Linked DNA regions of Gasterosteus aculeatus: region 2 is linked to region 1. A link is a contact called in public Hi-C data. All regions are on one chromosome and are shown on one strand. Each heading gives the region's core, a stretch centred on a gene start, on an enhancer-like site or on the middle of the called end of the contact. The rest is flanking DNA. Distances are from core to core; before and after follow the strand shown.

Evidence for each region. Hi-C and Micro-C count contacts between places; a contact is called where the count stands out from the background.
Region 2: a Hi-C map of tail fin shows a contact between it and region 1, with 3 times the contacts expected there. The contact joins the promoter of adcy7 here to the enhancer-like site in region 1. A contact is called at or near these places in 3 of 6 Hi-C or Micro-C datasets (skeletal muscle, tail fin and whole body).

The regions. Positions count from the first base shown.
Region 1 is chr12:19,563,377-19,569,715 of fGasAcu3.hap1.1, reverse strand. It overlaps brd7 (bromodomain containing 7), which reads right to left. Exons shown (of 17, transcript XM_078085558.1): 9 at 5,993-6,068; 10 at 5,749-5,856; 11 at 5,532-5,667; 12 at 5,152-5,263; 13 at 4,988-5,035; 14 at 4,209-4,296; 15 at 3,345-3,488; 16 at 2,962-3,102; 17 at 2,418-2,601. The coding sequence ends at 2,531. adcy7 (adenylate cyclase 7) reads left to right here. Exons shown (of 26, transcript XM_040167152.2): 25 at 531-655; 26 at 1,303-2,708. The coding sequence ends at 1,449. Among protein-coding and RNA genes, the nearest start is that of LOC120811638, 6.7 kb to the right of the region's middle. Within about 2 kb of position 4,510, at least 5 of the 9 cell types and tissues checked have open chromatin away from gene starts, as enhancers often do.
Region 2 is chr12:19,603,245-19,610,150 of fGasAcu3.hap1.1, reverse strand. It overlaps adcy7 (adenylate cyclase 7), which reads left to right and starts at 4,811. Exons shown (of 26, transcript XM_040167152.2): 1 at 4,811-4,968. tent4b (terminal nucleotidyltransferase 4B) reads left to right here. Exons shown (of 12, transcript XM_040167166.2): 5 at 343-450; 6 at 625-753; 7 at 959-1,169; 8 at 1,265-1,391; 9 at 1,512-1,609; 10 at 1,783-1,994; 11 at 2,082-2,243; 12 at 2,395-4,739. The coding sequence ends at 2,547.

The sequences.
Region 1 (6,339 bases), core at 3,261-5,760:
ATTTTAAGGTTTCCACTCAATAGCATCAAACTATTCAATAAAGTGGAGCCATTAAACGGAGACAGAACCAAACTTTAACAACAGTTGATTCTTAACAGAGAGCTTACAGTACAGAGGTTTTATGTAAAACATTTACATTTCTTCAGAGATAAAAACATTGACACTGCATAAACATCGAAATGTGTATCAACCTTCTTATCAGCGGCTGAGTCCAAACACTGTGCGACTTTAAAAGAAAATCCACTTTATTAAAAAAAAGTGTAAGTGTTTGGCGCAGACTTCTTCTTCAACCATTTATGTCATACTCATTTCTCTACTGCAAACTTCCCAGTGACACAGAGATGTGATTTGATTTAAAAAAAAATATATATATATATAGTGATATAGTGCCTTTCTTTAGTGTCAACTAACAAAACAAAAGTGTTCCTTTTTGCCTCTCAACTCTCCTCTTCTGAATGTTAGCCTGTCCGTGAATGTCAGTGAGATCTGATGGATTTTTCAGCAACAGTACCATGTTTTTTTTTTCCCAGGCATTAATCATGGCCCGGTGATAGCCGGAGTGATCGGGGCGAGGAAACCTCAGTACGACATCTGGGGCAACACGGTGAACGTGGCCAGCCGGATGGAGAGCACCGGGGAGCTGGGGAAGATCCAGGTACATTCAGCGGGGGTCCGACAAGAGGCCGACGTCTGCCGTTCTCCGAGGGTCAAACGGTCCCACGTCAGTTCTCAAATATCAACCTGGGAGCTTCAGCGTAGCCGGCATACGTTTACATTTAGCTGTTAATGAGGATTATTCCGACCAAACAACGTGAGTCGGGCAGGTATTTTACAATGAGTCTTTGTTTTCGGCTGTAGGAAAGGGACACGGCTGTGTTTTCGAAAATATTTCCTGAGCTGACATTTTGTGAGGTTTATTGTTTTCTTAATTATCAGACGTAGTGAACTCGCACGCACGTTCCCCGGTAGCAGGAAACAGCAGCTTTCAATATAGCACTCGAGGGGGGAATTTGATCAGGATGACTACGTTTTCCATCAGCAGTAATTGGACATCCACAGAACAGGTGGCAAATGGTCCCTTTAATTTTCTTCTGCCCTGCGCTCCCGCATCACTCTCCTCGGCGAATACAAAGCAATTCATGCTTCAACTTGCAGTAGAAACCACCGTCCTTGTTCGCTGCGAGGTGGTTTACCCTCGCTGGATTTTGGAAATAAGTGATTTCGTTTACGTCTCCCAGATCCGAGCACTAAGCGACGAGACACAAGAGGTCATTAACCGGGACTTCTTCGTCCTGCTTCCAGGTGACGGTGGAAACGTCCGACGTGCTGCAGAAGCTGGGCTACTCGTGCGAGTGTCGGGGACTCATCAGCGTCAAGGGCAAAGGGGAGCTGAAAACCTTCTTCTTGTGCACCGACACGAGCAAGCAGCAAGGGATGGGTCTGAGCTGAGGCCCGGCGCTCGTGGAGGCGGACCGGAGGAGATCACGGACCCCACAAGTGTCGAGGGGGACCGGACGGCTGTTTCCTGCTAATGTGAGTGAGTGGACTCTTGCCGGCTCGACGCTTCCTACGTCGGACCCGTGGAGCGGCTCAGGATGGAGCCCATCGGGGCGAAGAGGTGACCAGTGGTTTTCCTACATACATTTACGTCTGGTGATCCGTCACTTTCGTACTTTTTTTTGGAGTCTTTAACTTTAGATGTTGTTTGCGATAGAGGAAAAACAAGTGTATTGTACTAATGCCAAATACAGCTGTGTCATTTTTTTTTGAATATCTCTCTGGTCCTTTAAACACAAAACAATGGATTCTGTTGGGGTCAGAATGTGAAACCCATCTGGATTTCCTGTTTTCAGAGCGGATGGACACACTGCTCTGTTACTGTGTAATGAGCAGGACTTATGTGAGGCGGACTCAATAACAGAAGCAGGCTGTACAGAGGACAAACGTAAATACACATAAAAACTCTCCGGGACGTCGTCACATCATCAGCAGAAGTAGTTTCACTCTCTGACCAATTAAAAGTGACCGGATCCACACATTTGCTCTTCGTGTGATCTTGGATCCGGCGGTGTAGTGTTTTGATTTTACTTGTATGACAAGATAGCCGCTGAAAAGTACACAATGTGCTGTATGTACGTCCTGTCGTCGGAGTCAATATTCTGCTTGTCTGCATAAGTGCTGCGATGAGGGAGACGTCTGGACTCTGCCCGGGTGTGAAGTCTCTGAAACTCTATTCATCTCGTGGCCTTACCTTTTAAAACTGTCACTTTGTTTGTAATTGCAGTTAGATAATAACTATAAATACGTTATGGCCTTTATGTGAACAAATGTGACGTTGAGTTTTGTACAGCTACAGAATGTAATAAATGTTTTCCTATGTCTGCAGTTTGTCACAAGATGTTTACCAAGAGCCGAGGTTTATATAAAAAAAGAGGTTTAATGACTGAAATGCTTACAAAGGTCACACAAAAAGCACCGTTCATACAAAAAAACTTAACTTATGAAACTGTAAAGGTGGTAAGATATTTCATCATACAGTGATGACTGGAGCTGGATCTTGACACCCGGACGAGGACTCCATGGGTTCAGCCGCCTCCTGGACTGTAAACATTGAAATGTATATTGGATGCCGAGTTCTCGTTGACACTGCTGTATTTGTACGGTTAAGTTCACATTTTACTACTAAAAATAAATGTTATTCAGTGGCAGAGGATGTCCTCCGATCTTTTAGTAAAAGTACAGAGATCACCAAGATTAGTCGATTGATTGCACCGTTTGTTTAAATCTGATTAGTTCTCAGAGCTCAAAGGGAAACCTTATCAACGCTTGGTATGTCCAGCAAGATAACATTAAAAAGGAAATGGAAGTAGTTGGCTCTATCTCCAGCAGCAGCGTATTATTAAGGGGAATTCTTCAGCAATGTGCTATAAAAGTAGATACCAGGTACAGGTCGGTATTTACCTGTGGTGAGGTCAATGAAGGGCCCCGGGGGCTCTGGAGGAGCAGCGATGCCCATTGCCTTCCTGATGCCATAGACACTGCTGACGTCACACGGGGCCACCTGACCCGTCAACTCGGCCAAGTTCCCAGTCACCTTCTCCGCTGCAGACACAGGAGGAGCCCAAAGGAAAACGTCACCGAGACATTCGCTCCGGTTTAAGTCTCTATTTCACAGTGTGTTATTTGCACAGGAAGCTCTGTGTTGTGTTTAAGCACCGAACATTATAAGAAGATTGACACCATTCTTTATGTCTGCACAAGAGATATGAATCTACCACCAGCTGCTGTTAGCATAGCTTAGCATAACGCCTGGAACCAGGGGGCGGGAGGTGGGGGGCTCTTACCCAGCTCCAGCTCCTTGGCGGTTGGTGCCAGCAAGCAGATCATGTTGGGGGCCTGCTTAGCGCTCAGCCGCTCCTTCTGTGCCTCCTGCAAGTCCCGCAGGAGCTTTGTCGTCTCGTCCAATTTCCTCTGGAAGAGCAGGGCCTCTGTGACAGATCGGGGGGAGGGGGAGGGGGGGTCCACAAACATACCGTTAGTGCTTCCTCCGGTTACCTCGCGGTAGCTTCAGAGTTCCTTGGTTGAACACAAAACATCTATTCTTCCTGTGTCCCAATGTGGACCTGCCCGTCTCGAGTCCACGAGGGGGGGGAGGGCACAAACTTTAGCGGGTCGTTGGTCAGCTTTGAGAGGATGCATAATGGAATACGAAATGGGCTCGTCGAACTGCCTGAGGTGAAGGCTGCTTTCTTTTTTTCCATTGACCTCATTGGCAAAAGGCTTTGTTCCCATGTTCCTCTGAACGCGCATTAGGCAGGTTCACAACTCTGTGTCCTGCTTGACAGATCATCACATGTGTGATCTGTCACGAGGCAAGTTCTTGCAGTTACAGATTCATTATAAATACGACGCACCAAAAGAACAGTTTCCTGGTTTTCATTGTGATTCTTAAAAAGCTACGAGCCATTTGTTGTGTGCAAATGTCAAGATTTACCCGATTGTTCCAAACCATATCTCATTTAATTCTTAACTGAAGTTTTGAACTGTTGCCTGGGCAAAACTGTGAACTAGATATTTTCTGTGTAAATGGTTAGTACACAAATCTGCTAAATGTTAAATTGTTTAACCTGGAAGACACCCCAACGTAGAATAAAGACCAGTCTGAAAATGAATATCTGTCAGTTGCAGCATAGAGAAAGACGTTTTACCCCCAGAGAGCTCCTCAGCCGTCTGCGGTCTCGCAGCACAGAGCAGGAGGTCGAGCCTGTTGCAGCTGGACGCTTCAGGCTTCGCTACCTACGAGAGACAGGGGGGGGGGGGGGGGGAGACGTGTTTAGTCAGGAAGGAGGAAAGGATTCCACACTAGACGGCCGACGCTTCAAGGGAACACGTTGGCCTTTTGGAGCCTCTTTAGTCGCGCTGCTTCTTCGCTGCACTTAAATCAAACCTAATGAAAAAGCTGCGGATAAACCCCCCCCGCCAGCGCAGGGGGATGAGAGTTGTGCTGGAGAGCGGCCAAGAGCAGCAAACAGCCAGGACAGAGGCCCGCTGTGTGCCTGTACTCTGCTTTCCTCCTCTGCTCTGAGGAGCGATTCAGCCGCGCAGCCAGCGGGCACAGTAAGAAAACACGGGCCTCTCCAAATTCTTTGACAGCGGGCCTTGCGTGAGTAGCACCGCTGTGTTTTGAGGGGGGGGAGGAGGGGCGGCGTTCTTTCCATGTGTGGATGGCGCACAGCTGAAGGCTGGCCCCTGCGATGTTGACACAGCTGGTTTGACGTAGCATCAGTCTGCAGAGGCCATCGTGATAACAAGATGAAACAGAGTATTGTGGGTAACGCGCGCTGCTCCTCCGGACATCCCGTCCAGCGAGGACGATGGTGGATGTTTATCTCCGTGAACTTGATGCTTATTTCCACCCACTCGCTGCTTATCACTCGGGGAGGGGGGGGGGGGGGGGAGAGGTGTTGATCCAGGTGTCGACTCTCACCTCCATGTCATCCGAGTCCTCTCGTGTATTCGTGTCCTCCTCCACCTGCTGGAAAACCAGAGCACAACTCGTTCGGTCAATTGATACCCCTGAATTCCCGTCCTCTTAACTCCAGAGATAAAGAAAGCCAGCCATCAGTTTGAGGGACCACATGAGGCGCTTACCGGTTCAGCTTCCTTCAGGCCTTTTGAATGCTCGCCGTTCGTCAGTGCATCCAGGACGTTGTCCGCCAGTTTGTACATGTACTCGTCCGATTTGGCGAGGAACTTTGATAAGCTGCCAAACACACAGAGAAAAACATGTACGGCTGTTGCTTCAGAGGTCAAAAACAGTCTTAGCCGAGAGCTACAAGAAGTCGACTGATCCTCCGCCTGCACACTGGCAGGACGGCTGCATACAGCACAGAAAGCTGAGCTTCCTCCAGAGTGAGAAATAAATAAGAGGATTCCGGAAAGTAACCCGCAAGGAATGTGTCGGGGTTGGCGTTCAGTGAGAATGCCTCGGAGCTGGAGCGTGCTCGCCGTGGTGCTGCTGCTGCGCGTACCTGTCGGAGCCCGAGGACTCGGACTCGTCGCCGTAGAGCGAGTAGACGAGGTCGGAGTCCTCCTTGCCGACGTTGGCGAAGCTGGAGTCGTAGGTGGGCGCGTAGGAGGTGAACGGCCCGTAGTTGACGTAGGACACTGCGGAGAGGGTTGCTCGTTATCTCCTCGGTCGGGTTCTAGGGGTCTGAAATCAGCCGTGAGCAGTTACAGAAGTATTACCTGGAGTGATCCTGTTCCGTTTATCCTCCCGGAAGCCCTGCAGGCTGTTCACGCCGCTCTGCAGCCGATTGGACATCATGCCCAGTTTCACAGGACAGTAACCGGCCTCTGTAACAGAGAACACCCAGACATCTTACCAACTAAGCATCTGAAAAACATGTCCAAGTTGATGTCTACGGATCGCTTTTTTTGTCCACACATTGGGACATTGTTTGCACTCAATCGTGAGTCAAGATGGACCCACCTCCTGCTGATGGATCTGCCGGGTTGAGAACTGCCATAGTGGTGGAGCCATCAGGCTTTTGCCTTGCAAACTGCAACTAAACAAAGACATGACAGGGCTCAATGGCAGAAAACACCTTTAAAAAAACACTTTCAGGAAAAGATTTTATGTGGTTGAACTTTTGTCGGGCATTAGACAAATCTTTGAACCATCACTAACCAACCACCATGACCAGAACGTCTGAAAAAACAATGTCCCAGTAGGCTGATAGAGAAGTATGAATATTATCTTGACTGGGGGCTCTAACGTTGGCTACTTTTCTTAATGTCGTTATTTTGTAAGAAGTGGATTTGGGATTTTTTTATAAA
Region 2 (6,906 bases), core at 3,562-6,061, 40 kb before region 1:
TACAATATTGGTTAAGTGCTCCGAATCTCCTTTTATTTTAGTTATTTTTAGACCGTTCATCTGTTCCTTTTTATTTCAGGACTTAAATAAAGCTTTTTTCCCCCTGTTTGTTTCACCTTTCACTTTTGCTGGGGATTCTAAAAGCAGATTAGCATCTCAAATCTTTGCTCAAGCAGTTTAGCGAAGGATTAGGTCAGAAAACGTGGACTTGTGTTTGATCGAGTGCGCTATTTGTCGTCCGTGTTAAAGCGGGACGTCGGGAGCCACTTGATCCAAGCATTTCAATGTGCTGATTGTCTGATCGCTGCCTCATTATCGGGACTCGTATTCCGTGTGTTCCAGGTTCCCATCATCAAACTGAGAGACTCCATCACTGACGTCAAAGTGGACATCAGCTTCAACGTGAAAAATGGTGTCGAAGCTGCCCGGCTCATCAAGGATTACAAAGAGGTAGAGCTTAAAACTCTTTTTACATTCCCAGACTTCTTCCTCTGCTCCGCCATGCACACCATCACTGATCGAAGAACCTGCACATTTTAGACTTAAAACCTCCTGTTGGTTCTCTAGAGGGCGCCAAAGGCCTCAACGCTCCTCACCACGTCCGTTGTGTGTTTTGTCCCGTAGAAATACCCCGTGCTGCCTTACCTGGTCCTGGTGCTGAAGCAGTTCCTACTGCAGAGGGACCTCAATGAGGTGTTTACCGGCGGGATTGGCTCCTACAGTGTCTTCCTCATGGCTGTCAGCTTCCTGCAGGTCAGACACACGTGGTCATTAACGATCGCTCTTAACGTTGGCGTTCTGATGGGCCTAATTGCTCTTTTGCAGCTCTGTAGTTTTATGGCTGGCCTTCTTAATTGCTGTTTTTTATGACTGTGTTTTCACCAACGGTGATCCCTGAACACTTGCTGACCTCCTTCAGCGGTTAAAAGTAACTCCACTTGCACCGTGTGTTTTCCAGCTTCACTACCGGGAGGACGTGTGCAGCCCCAACATCAACATCGGCGTCCTGCTCATCGAATTCTTCGAGCTCTACGGCCGCCACTTCAACTACCTGAAAACGGGCATCAGGATAAAAGACGGAGGCTGCTACGTTGCCAAAGACGACGTTCAGAGGAACATGGACGGATACAGGCCCTCCATGCTCTACATCGAGGACCCGCTGCAGCCGGGTACGAGCGGCGAACTCAAAAGGGCTGAAGGGAACGACTTGTGTGCGGCGCGTTGTCGGGTTCCGGTTGTTTACCGTCTCCTTTGCCTCCGCCAGATAACGACGTCGGTCGGAGTTCATACGGCGCCATGCAGGTGAAGCAGGCCTTTGACTACGCCTACGTGGTGCTCAGCCACGCCGTGTCACCCATCGCCAAGTACTATCCCAACAACGAGGCGGAGAGGTGAGATCGGGATCAGAGGCCGATGCCGCACGGCATCATGGAGAGCCACTTTATTGTTGAGATTTCTGTACCTGTATATGCATTTAAGTGCCATACCCTTTTGTGTCTATCCCATCGTAGCGTGCTCGGCCGAATAATCCGGGTAACCCAGGAAGTGGACGAGTACAGGGAATGGATCAAGAAGAACTGGGGGAGTCAGAACGACGTGCCACTCAACAGTACGTTAAGTCTTTTGTATGATTTCATTCGTAGAATATTTGAATTCCTATTGAAACTACATTCTGACTCTTGGAAGGGTGAACAGAAGGGTACAGATCTGTGTTTCCTCGTCACTTCCATCTCCCGTCAGTTTGACTTTGCACACAGTTGACTTCCGTGTCTCTTTCCACAGGAAATGACGTCACGCTGTTTGAGTCCCAGCAGCTTGATGAGCGCAACAACAACGTTCCAGACGACGACGACGACGATGACGTAGTAGTTCTACCGTCTGCCCCCCGCAGCAAAACCTCCTCCAATTCCTCCTCTCCGTCGCCCTCATTGCGCTCCTCCTCCTCTCCACTGTCGCCTTCCTCCACAACCACAACCTCCTGCTCCAGCGACGCGGTCAGTCAGCCATGCACACACAGCCGCGTGAAAAACACTGTGGCGACGATCCGATCTGTGACCTTTTTGTTTTGCTGCTTTCCTCAGGACTCTGATGGCACGCCGTGTAAGACGGCTAAGCAGCAGCAGCAGCAGCGGCAGTCCGGCCGGGGCTCCAGCGGCCACAGAGAAAAGTCCACCGTTGCCAATAACAACCGAACACAGAGCCAGGCGAACAGCACTCCGTCTGGAAGCAACAAGGGTGGCAAGGTTAGAACAAGCGTTACTTTTTTATCCCTGAATAACCCATCCACCACGTGTGTAAGATGAAGCGCAAATTGGATGACGCAACAGCGAGGCGGGACATTGTGCGGACTGAATTTTTAAATTTATTTTCTGTCCCGCGTGTCCTCTCGACCAGGCCAGGACGTCTCGTGCCAACCATAAGAGCGGCCACCCGGGGCAGCAGAGCTCCACCCCTAGCACCAAAGCGAGCAACAAGCCGCACCACCCGGGCAACAGCAAGAAGAGGAAAAATGTGCGAGACTCTACACAGGAGGACCTCTGCAGATAGGGGTGACTTTGCCTCCCCCTCTTTCCCCCCACCCTGGTGCCCCCCCGTCTCTCTCTTCCCGTCCTCGTCTGCAACTGATTGACTGTGCTGCCGGGACTCCAGCCTCGGGAGGTTGATAAAAGAGGCTTCTAAGAAAAAACATCCACAGTATCTGTCTCGCTGTCGAAGCTTTTCGGGGTGACAAAGCAACGATTTCTTGCGGGACAAAAAAAAAAGAACAAAAAAAGAATTGTTATAGGAAATTAGGTTTAATTTCTTGAACTTTGAACTGAAATCACAATGGCTCTCACGGAGCTCATTTGCTTCTCAACGGCTTCTTTTACGGAGGGGTGTTCCTTCTTGCAGCCAGCATCTACACAACATGCCTCTTGCGCCTCCTGCTGTTCAGGAATAGACATGGCCGGGATCTGGAATCGACTGCAGCAGCAATACCTGGAAAATAGGATGAGAAATTTTATCCCCCAAAAAAAGAAGAAAAAGACAAAATCGAAAAATGTTGATCTGCAGACAAACATGTACACAGATTTTCTTAAGATGGTAACATACAAATGCAATCAGTAAGAGTGGGACATAACTTATGCATGGGATTTTGTTGTTGTTGTTGGGTGATTCCTTTTTTCTGTTGGTTTAATCTGTTTTGATATGTCTCAACAGGTTATACAAAGATTTGTACAAAAAAAACACATAAGCAAAAAAAAGTTTAAAAAAAAAGATAAGTAAAAAGAAAATGTTTTCATATGACCTTTTTACAAGATATGCCGATCGAAGACATGTAAACGTGCACATCGTGTGCCCTCAGCTTTTCTTGGCCTAAGCCAAGAGCTGGTCCGGGGGTCCCATTGCCAACATAATCATCAGCATCTACTTTTACTTCCGGTTGCTCTCTGTGTGCGCCACAGTGTTAACGTCTAGCCTCCAGCGAGCCCTAATAGACGACTGGATGGAGTCTAATCCCACCCAGCTCAATAGCACAGCCACACCAGTTTAGGGACTTTAGGAGGTTTAAATTAATACGGGGAGGTTGGGGAAGGGGGGGCTTATTGGTTTTATCGAGAAATCCTACACTTGAAAAAGAAATGTGTTAACAATACAACTGTGGGTGATGATCAGTTACTTTGGTAATTTACCCACTGCAAAATAATTTGTATTTGTTAAATGTATTTATTTTTTTATTAATTATGAGCATAATATGGATACATATAAAATTAACATTAGAGCCCATATCTTTGAGTCCTATATTTGAAGCTGCATATATTGCGAGAAGGGTCTGGTGCAAACAGTTATTTTCAGGTACAGTACAATTATCACCTTGTGTTATTTCATTGGGTTGTTTTTTTTTTTGTTTTTTTTCAGTGACCGTTGAGTGACCAAGTTACTTTGAGACCATTTTACAAGTCCTACAGTGCGAAATTGTTTTAATATGTGGCTGGTCTCCTTACCTTAAAAGGGAGCTGAATTTTTTTTTTTATTGTTTTATAAACTCATAGAAACAAACACTTGTTAAATATGTCAACCTCCCCTCTATCGTTGCAGTACAACCACTAACCGCTAGATGGAGTCATTGCTCTCAGTCCGAACCCACAGAGTTTGGGCTTGAATATACTGCATTTGGAAGTTTCATCTCTGCGATGTTTTTGTCATCGATCATTCCGAAATTTGGACTTGATGAGCAGCTACACATAGAAGTAAAAAAAACAACAAAAAACCTTTCGAGTGCTTGCTCGAGAGAGACCCACACCAAAGCACACCACAATCCTCTCTACTACAATACAAAGTAGCCAGCAATAACCACCATCTTTCCTGATCGCTCTTATTTCCCCACATTGAGGCCCGCAGCCACGGACCGACCCGCTGACCTCTGAGCGCCCTCAGTCTTCCGTGCGAGGACGGCGAAAGCACACCTGATGAAGTCCACGCACTAACTGAAGGCCGAGTACACCTGACGCCCCGCTTCTCCCCCCTCTAAGCGTCACAGTTCGCAGGTTGTAAATGCAGTTTGTGACCGCGGGTCTTTGTGGTAGACGGAGGAAGGTAAAAAAAAAAAAACCGTGCCATTTGAATGTCCACTGACCATCTCTGTTAACTGCGGGGGGGCTTCAGACCCTTCGACCCCTCACTGTACCCACCGGAAAAACGTTGTTTATCTGCAGCTGCTACAAGTCATGCAATAAAAAAAAAGCTGTACCATTAAACTGCGGCTGGAGTCGTTCTGGTTGAATGGAAGCTGTGCGTGTGGAAAGTGTTGCAGGGAAATAAAAGGGGACGGGGAGGCGGGGGAGTGGGAGGGGCTTCTTCACCCGGAGCGGCAGCAGCGGCAGCGCGCGGACCTCAGCACGCGCTCCTTGTCTGTACCTACCGGTGCTTTTTATGCAGATTCGTTTTTTTTGTTTTTGTTTTTCCACGGGACGTTTAATCTCTCAGGTAAGCACTACAACTTTGTTTAACGGGAAGGAAAGGTCGCCCGCTTATGGCTTGGAAGATGAAACCCAAAACGCTGAAGGAAATTAATTGTTGCTTCGCTTATAACAAAAAGAAAAGACGGGTTTGTCTGCCCAGCGGTTTTTACCGCTGTCAAGAAATTTCGTTTTTTTTTTCCTGCTGTGTGCCTTTTGGATTTCGGAGTAAAAAAAGAAAATCCACAGTTGTCCTTTTACCCGGCTGCTCTCAGTCCACTTCAAAGTTCATCAGTGGCTTTTCAATCGTCTCAACTCGATTTGACTTGACTCCGTGTGACGTTATTTCATGATTTGACGAGACTAAACTAGCTTCTACCTGATTGAGCAGAACAAAAACACGTGAAAGAACGTTGGTGTTCATTGCATCCATTCTGAGATGCGGTGCGTTTACACGCTGCCTCTGCAGTGAAAACCACATACACACAAATACAACTAGAAGTCATGTTTCTCGTTGGGTCTTTTGTCAGAGAATTGCTCTGAGCCAAACTCTCTCATATATATATATATATATATATATATATATATATATATATATATATATATTTATTAAACTATGACAGCAATGCCAAAGTGCTGCTCTGCGTGTCTGTCTAAAAAGCCAAATGTAACTTGTTAATCTCGATCATATCTTCCTGGAACATCATGCTCATGGACTTAGCAGGACTAGAACCTCCCAGAGTGTGTCTACCTTCTCGTTTTGGAGGCAGTGTGGTTGTCAAAAGTAACCACAAGAGACTATACATTTTGAACAATAGAAATGGTCCTTCTTGCAGCTGGCACACCGCTGGACATCTTGCCACTGACCTCTGAGACGTATCGTGAAAACAATCAAGCACAGCGTGGCTTTAGTCTGTCACTCCACACTAAAACACGCTTGAATATAATCATCTTTTGCTCACAGCGCTGAATATTTTCTCTCGGTTACCAACAATATTCCTTTGGACTGCTGTCTGTTGGATCGGGTGATTAACGTCTGTTTGGCACAGTGGCCTTTGAGAGTTTTATGGCGGTGCACATGTCATCGTCGGTTTATCTGGTTGTTGTGGAGCACCGGAGTAGAGATTATAATGGACGGAGTTAGCTGAGCAACCGTGACTTCACCAAAATGCTGAGAGGTTACAGTTTCTGGTTGATCTAATGCAAATCGATGGATTACACCACAGATTGTTGCACCTCTGATGTGGTATCGCCACGGGGGATAATATGTCGGCTAAATATTATTACCGGTCAGTGTGTGCATTTAACTCCTGTTCAAACAGCAATTCTCACATTCAAATCCCTCGCCTGGAACTTTTCACTAAATGAGCCGTGCAGTGGACTCTCCCCCTCGGGTAGTTCAAACACGGGATGGAAGGAGGCCGGGAGCTTTCTCCCGGTGGGGACCAGCGATTCCATCGCTGCACAAAGTGCCCTTTCCTCACTAGAAAATGCGCCTCTGACAACTAAAAGCTGTTTGCTGGAGTTTAATGGCCAAAGGACTGAACTCCTCGTTTGGAGTTTGCAAACAAAAAGGACTATAATGCGTGTTTACACCTGCAGCTACAACACCAGCGCACGTAAAGATGCCCAATGTGTCCACAGTGTCGTCATCTTCATAGGGATGACTGCCACGGCGTGTGTTTCTGGGTGTGTGTGCGGCCTTCATCGTTTGGATGATTGCATCACTAATCCCTTTGTCAGTCCTGCCCTACTAACTGGAGGTGGCTCATCGGGCCAGTAGCTGGTTCTCTGTCATGTGGACCGAGCTCCGTCATTTTCTTTTGTTTTCCAGACGGCAGCAAACGTGGATTATTGTTCTCTCTCTCAAAAAAAAAAAGTCAAATATAAAATGCAGCATGTCTAAGCAGCTTCTGCGAACCGGTTGCAGAAAAGCGTGTGTGTGTGAGAAATGGACTCAAATAGT